Regions from separate parts of the Oryctolagus cuniculus genome. Here region 2 is linked to region 1. The links are chromatin contacts, called in public Hi-C maps. All regions are on one chromosome and are shown on one strand. Each heading gives the region's core, a stretch centred on a gene start, on an enhancer-like site or on the middle of the called end of the contact. The rest is flanking DNA. Distances are from core to core; before and after follow the strand shown. Region 1 has its middle 44 kb from the start of CDKN3. Region 2 has its middle 170 kb from the start of CDKN3.

Region 1 (3,247 bases), core at 342-2,841:
CGACGCGATTGTCTCAGAGACATCCTGGCCCTCCTCACTTCACCTTGAAACCCATTCCGGGGACGGAGGCTGCTTTCATCACAGCCTTATCGCCTCCTTCTCGCCTTCCGATCGCGGGTCCTATCTCCTGCCCGCCGAGCTTGGCCGAGGGCATTTCCCTTCGACACCTAACAAACGGCTTTCCATGGGCTGTGTTTTTCTGTTTGTCTCCAACACAAGGCTCAGTGCTCCGCTTTCTGGGAAGTTTCTAGTTGTTCCAGGGGGTGAAGCTTCCCGTTTATGCAGGTGAGTGTCCCGAAGCTCAAGTGAGAGCAGCTGGGTCATAATACTCCTGCCTCCCTGGAGAAAGCGGCTTGCAAAGAAAACCTTATTGTTTGCCTGCATATTTGCTCAGAGTGAAATTGGCAAGAAAATAGAAGTCCCCGCTGTCTTCCTCGTGCCATTTTCATATTCTTGCCTCTACTACGACCCATCAAAGAAGTCATTCGGCTAGCTTTGTCTACTCTACTCTTCACTAACAACTAGTTAAAAGGACTTCACCCTTAACCTCAGTACCTGTAACCAAATGTAAGATAGCAATCAACCTTCCTACCGCCGTGTTTTCCTACTTAATTCTTTCCCTGTGGGCTGACTCTTGGACATGGAATTCAAACACACGAACACATTTCTACACACCTCCCCAAGCCAGCTTTGCTTTATCACCTTCCGCCAAGGCGTGGAACACTGTATCCCATAAACAGGACTGGTAAGGGCAGATCCGAGCCAACCTTTTCTTTGGCTGCCTTTCAAAACGTTGTTTAAAACAAGATATGCTCTTGAACTGGAAAAAGGCATAACACATGATAACCTTCGAAAGCAGCTACTTGCTCTGCCCAACCAACCTCATTGCACAACACCCTGACTTCACATGAAGCGCTGTCTTCAGCTACAGGCCAGAGGAAGGTACGAAGTGACCCAATGGAGGTGAGATGAATTTCAGTGTGACTTGGCCATAGTGAAATGCTGCACCAAATTTGACCACAAAGAAATATCTAACAAGTGTAGGATAATGCAAAATTCTTAACTCTATCACATAATCTAATCCTATCACATAGGATTCTAATTATCATCCCTTAACCTCCCCAGCTGGCTGTCCAACAGTCATGCCTACTCTAGGAATCACTTCCTTGGTGTTAGCCAGGGACCTGTCCCGAGTCACCAACGCTCTCTCAATGCTATTTGGAAGAAGGTAGCCTGTGCAATGGAGTGATCTCCTCAAGGCAGAGCTAACTCAAATGGTTAACCACTGACATCCCACACCAGATCTGTGAAGCTAAACCAACCAAGTAAGATCCCACACTTACACACAACAAGCAAAGGAAATACCCTTTTTCTGTCACCGTCTGTTAAAACAGACACATAAGCAAGCCCAGATTCAGGTCAATGGGCAAAGATACAGCCCAGCCTCAGTGGAGTGGGACCAAGGACACAGCGTGCCCGCGGGGCCAAACAGCACTCGCTTCCTTTGTTTGCCGCTTGCGCCCTCTGTGAGAAGAAAGCATGCAGAGAATTTTTGTGAGCTGAAGTGTTTTAAGCCAGCTGGGCCAGACCCAGTTTCTGCAGAAGTCACCTCCTGAGAGTGTGGTGTCAGCGTTGCCATGGAATCGGGGCGGGATGGATTCTCCTAACTCCTCCCGCAGTACTCCTGCCTCTGCCAGATGTGACGCTAGCGGCCAGCACGTCTCGTCCTCCCGGGAATGAGCCCCAGCACCGTCAGCAAGGCAGTTCTATTTCAACCGTGCACAGATAGCATCACCAGAAGGGGTTCCCTCATGTGCCCACGAAGCCCACAGAGAAACCTCGGCCTGGGGGAACCTCCCTGAGGGAAAGGGACCCTTCCAAGTATGGCTGCTCCGTGCCCTGTTCCCAGGCCCCTGCAGTAGCTCTGCAGGTCCAGCTCTCACCACTGGCTCACCCTGTATCTGCAACAGAATGCCTGACCTGGTGCTGGGTTTCCCCATCTGTAACATCACAGTAATTATTTCAGTAATTAAGCACCTGCCCCGCCCCCCACTGCCTTTTACTTTCATGGTCTTAATCCAATAAATTCAAAATACACAATGGATGTGGCGTTGGTAAATTCTCCCAACGTCTAAGGGAGACACAGTATTTGTGTCCCTTATAACTGGCTGCTCACACAGAAGGGAAGGGATTTCCTCATGACAGGCAGTGAACCCCTGGGCAAAGACTCCCGCTGCCCTCACATCCTCCTCCGTCTGACTTCTACAGTGCTGAGTGCCCAGTGACTGGGACAGGTGGGCACGTCTCCCAGTGCTATTCCTCTCATTATTCATCCTTTCGGGCCTTATCCAATCTAAGGTTTTATCACAAGGAAAGAAATCCCCAAAACACGATTTGTGTACAGACTCAAACCTGAACTTGCAAACTGAAAATCTGTCAAAATGAGGCAAACATTAAACTCAGAATTTCTTTGTTTGTTTGTTTATTTAGTTTGGAAAAAGACCCCCAAATTTGTTCTCCCTTGCACCTTAGGAAATTCAGTACCCAATGCTTCCCTATAAATAGTTGTCAATAAACACAACTACTGCAAATGTATTCAGTAAATGTTGAGGTCAAAGGCCTTTGCTGTTTATTGCCTTGTAAACTCAAAGACAAGTGAATTTATGGCTTGAATGAGTTTCAGGGTATTGGCCTTCATAAAAGTTCGGAATCCCAGGTACAAAATGCTCCATCAGCTCACACCAAAGCCATGCTGGACAGCACTGAGAGAGCCCGCCACTGGATTCATAATTCAAACACGTCACCGAGAGGGTATTGTTCACCGTGTTGCACACATCCCCAGGGGTTACGGCTGAACCGCGCCTGTCATTATTACAAGAACTTGCTTCAGCTGAACTATAAATTGCTGCTGCTTCTTAAACAGTATCGCCTATTAGCCCAGCAATGCACACTCTCCAAAATATCAGAGGAAATGGGTCAAGAAGGGAAAATTCATCATTTTTCTCTAGCCTTTGCCTAAGGAGAACACCTATAATCTCTTCCATAGACAGCGACTGTCCAACCTGAATGGAAAGAACAACTTTCAGATGTGATCACACGGGACTATAAGGACCACTTCACGTAACTACCCTCTCGTAGTATTGAAAACCCAACCTTTCTAATCTTGAGGTGTCATGTTGTGGCTTTACATACCAGTATCCCTAGCAGAGGTAGCAGAAGAGATCCTAATCCTTAAATATTATTATCT
Region 2 (3,247 bases), core at 259-2,758, 130 kb before region 1:
CTCTCGGTCCAAAAGCTTTTAGTAGCTGTCTCTCTTAGAAAAGCCCGTATGTCTTAGCACAACAGTCAAGATCCTTCAGGAACGGAAATGATTCTGTACTTTGAAACTCCCCTGCCAGTTTCTTCTCTCGCACGTGTCCTTGATCGTGTCAGAATCTTTCCGACTTCTGGAACTTGGCACTTGGGTTCCAGCTTCATCTATTCAAAATCTTGCTTCTCCTTTAAAGACTCATTCAAATGTCACCAATTCTAGGAAGCCTTATCTGCTTCTAAGACAAAAACAAACAAACAAACAAAAACAAAACAAAAAAAAAAACACAAAACAACACACACACAAAAAAACTGTTCTCTCCTCAGGGCACATATAACACTTTATGGACTGCTTTATTCCAATGATAGTTGTGATCTCACTTAAAGTGCAGAATTTTCCATCTCTTTGTAAAAGACAGAGACATAGTCCAGCCCTTCAAAAACTGTCCTTAGTGCCTTCAACAAGGCAGACATCCCACAAACTCCTTACACTGAACTGACAAATACAGAAATAAGGAATTTGCACTAAAAGCTGACCACTGATGAAAAGCTAGGCTGAGAAGTTATCAAGCAGGACTTGAAGGGAAGGAAGAAACCTGGATACATGCTGCTCAAACTGAGGTCCAGGAACAAATCTCTCCTGGTGGAACAGAGACGGCCGAGGCCATGGCTTCTCAGCATTTCAGATTTGCATACACTTGTGCAGGGTTTGACTGCAACTGATAAGAGCCACTGGAACTAAGTAGAGAAACGACCCCTTCTCAGCAGTAGGGTCTCAAGATATTGTGGTTGAAAGGACGTGATCAGAAGCTGACAAACCTCACAACTCAAAATTATATATAAAGGTATTTCAACAAGCATATAGGAAAATATAATTGAAAGATAGTGCGCATTTTTCCCATGAACATTTTTTAAAGATGATACAGACCACATAGTTACATCAATAAATATAAATATTTATATTTGAGATACTATTTCATTGAAACATATCTACAAAGATTAAATGATGTCTTAATAAAACTAGTATTCAGTTCACGTATTTGCCATCATAGCATAGGGGGAAAGCCAAGAACTAAAGCCATCTCATCTCCTTGGCCTTATTGGCATTAAGCAATCAAATTCCCTGTGACTCAGAAATCTGAGACAGGCTCAGTGCAGGCTTTTCATTCTTGTCAGGAATAAAAAAATTTAAACACTTGGAAACGAAAAGGATAATTTTGCACCATCTCCTAGTACGAGTCTGGCCTCCCCCCTAAGCCTTTTCTGGGTCAACTCTTCCTGAAGTGAATCACATTAAGAAATGAATCTCTTAACTGCACCGTAGAAGCTAACAGAAGCCAGGACTTCGTCACCCTGCACATAATCAAAGGGCGGAGACACTGGGGCATTTCAACTACATCTTCATTCCTGCACTGTTCTCGGTTATTCTAAAGCAGGCCTGCGTGTAGGAGGACTTTTTTTTTTTAAGTGTTTTTATCTCCTTTTTGCATGTTAGCAGGTCTCACAGTCTCTTTTGCACCACAGATGGAAGCCTGAACTATGCCAAAGCTAAGCAGCCAGGCCAATGGATTTGCTCGAGAAAGAAACAAACTCAGTCATGAAAATGACACATGGATTCAAGACGAGCTAGGGGCAGAAGAAACTCAAACTACACAATCAGTCCCCAAAGTCAAGACAAAGACAAAGGAGAAACGCAGACAAAATCTAGACCTGAAATAATATATGAATGCCACAGCCAGACTCAAGGAGAAACAGCAAGAAGCCAGTGCGATGGACTGGAGAAGAGGGAAGAGCCCTGTGTCCGTCCCCTGGGATGAGCCTTGATTCACCAGGACTCCGGTGTGATGATCACACTCTTATTTTGCTGGAAGTGGCCATCGCGGGTCTCTCAAGAGTGCATCCCACATCAGCACCAACGTCTACTCCTCTGTTTGGCACTGATGAGCCAATGGCCCTCCAAACAATAGCCCTCTACCATAAGAGACAGGCAAAAGGAGGCAGCCACCAGCGGAATCATCAGTACTGGGGGTAGCGAACTCGGTGAAGTTTAAACACGGATCTGAAGTAATATTCTTCCTCTGCATCATTTCCTAGCCACGCAGCTCTATTCAATCCAAATGTTTTCTGAGAGTGCTGCCCTTTGAGAATAGCTGTGAGCACGCTATGTTGCTGTCCACAGCTTATCCAGGAGCTTTGTGTCCAAAGGTCTCAGAGCTGAGCCCTCATCTACGGATTGGGCTCCCAGGATAAAGTGGTAAAGCTGGAAATTTATCTGGAAGCACCCAATGGTGGGCCACCCATCATGTATTCCATAGAGCTGGCTGCACCCTAGAACCTGTTTCATCATCTATAAAAAGCAAATAGACACTTTTACTCGAGATCTGAGACTCAGTAGCTACGCAGCGGTGATTTGTAAATCGAGCTAATAGTACAGACACCTTGGTGAAGGTTAGGCACAGATCTCACGAGAACTGTTCAGAAAGGGTGGGGCAGGTTGTCAGCAGACACCCATTCCCAGGAAGACTGCCTCACAACGAAGACAAAACCCCTTTCTGTAACTGTCAACACCAGGTTACAGTTTTGTGATTGATGTGGCCTTTACATCGCTGAAATTCAGAATTACTCCTCTGACTGTGGTAGCAAGGACATTTCTGCAAGAAAGCAGGGGCAAGGTCAGGGTGGAGTAGACCACTGTCAAATCTTTTGTCCAAGGATCTTGGTAGAGCTCATTTCTAGGAACAGTCTGATACCTTGGGTAAACAGCATCTTCCCAATCCGTCGCAAAGAATTTAAGGAAGACAATACCCCTGACCCCGTGAAGTGGGTGCAGTTATGATTCCTGTCACTTAACAAAAGCACTGAACCAAGTACAAAAGGAACACAAGAAACTTTCCTTCCCTCTTTCATGTGTTAAAGATGGAAAGGCCCCAAAAGGAAAGAGGAAAGAACGTTTACCTCCCCAAGATCCTCTTCCTGAAAAGAAATGTCCTCTTTACAAAACAGTAATGAGGGCCGGCGCCACGGCTCACTAGGCTAATCCTCCGCCTTGCGGCACCGGCACACCGGGTTCTAGTCCCGGTCGGGGCGCCGGATTCTGTCCCGGTTGCCCCTCTTCCATGCCAGCTCTCTGCTGTGGCTAGGGAGTGCAGTGGAGGATGGCCCAAGTCCTTGAGCCCTGCACCCCACAGGAGACCAGGATAAGTACCTGGCTCCTGCCA

What was found. Hi-C and Micro-C count contacts between places; a contact is called where the count stands out from the background.
Region 2: a Hi-C map of psoas muscle shows a contact between it and region 1, with 3 times the contacts expected there. The contact joins two enhancer-like sites. A contact is called at or near these places in 4 of 6 Hi-C or Micro-C datasets (ear pinna, embryonic fibroblasts, psoas muscle and 1 more).

Annotation. Positions count from the first base shown.
Region 1 is chr12:22,104,600-22,107,846 of mOryCun1.1, reverse strand. No RefSeq gene overlaps it. Among named protein-coding and RNA genes, the nearest start is that of CDKN3, 44 kb to the right of the region's middle. Within about 2 kb of position 1,591, at least 1 of the 8 cell types and tissues checked has an H3K27ac peak or open chromatin away from gene starts, as enhancers often do.
Region 2 is chr12:22,234,987-22,238,233 of mOryCun1.1, reverse strand. It overlaps a transcript of LOC103351297 not described here. Among named protein-coding and RNA genes, the nearest start is that of CDKN3, 170 kb to the right of the region's middle. Within about 2 kb of position 1,508, at least 1 of the 8 cell types and tissues checked has an H3K27ac peak or open chromatin away from gene starts, as enhancers often do.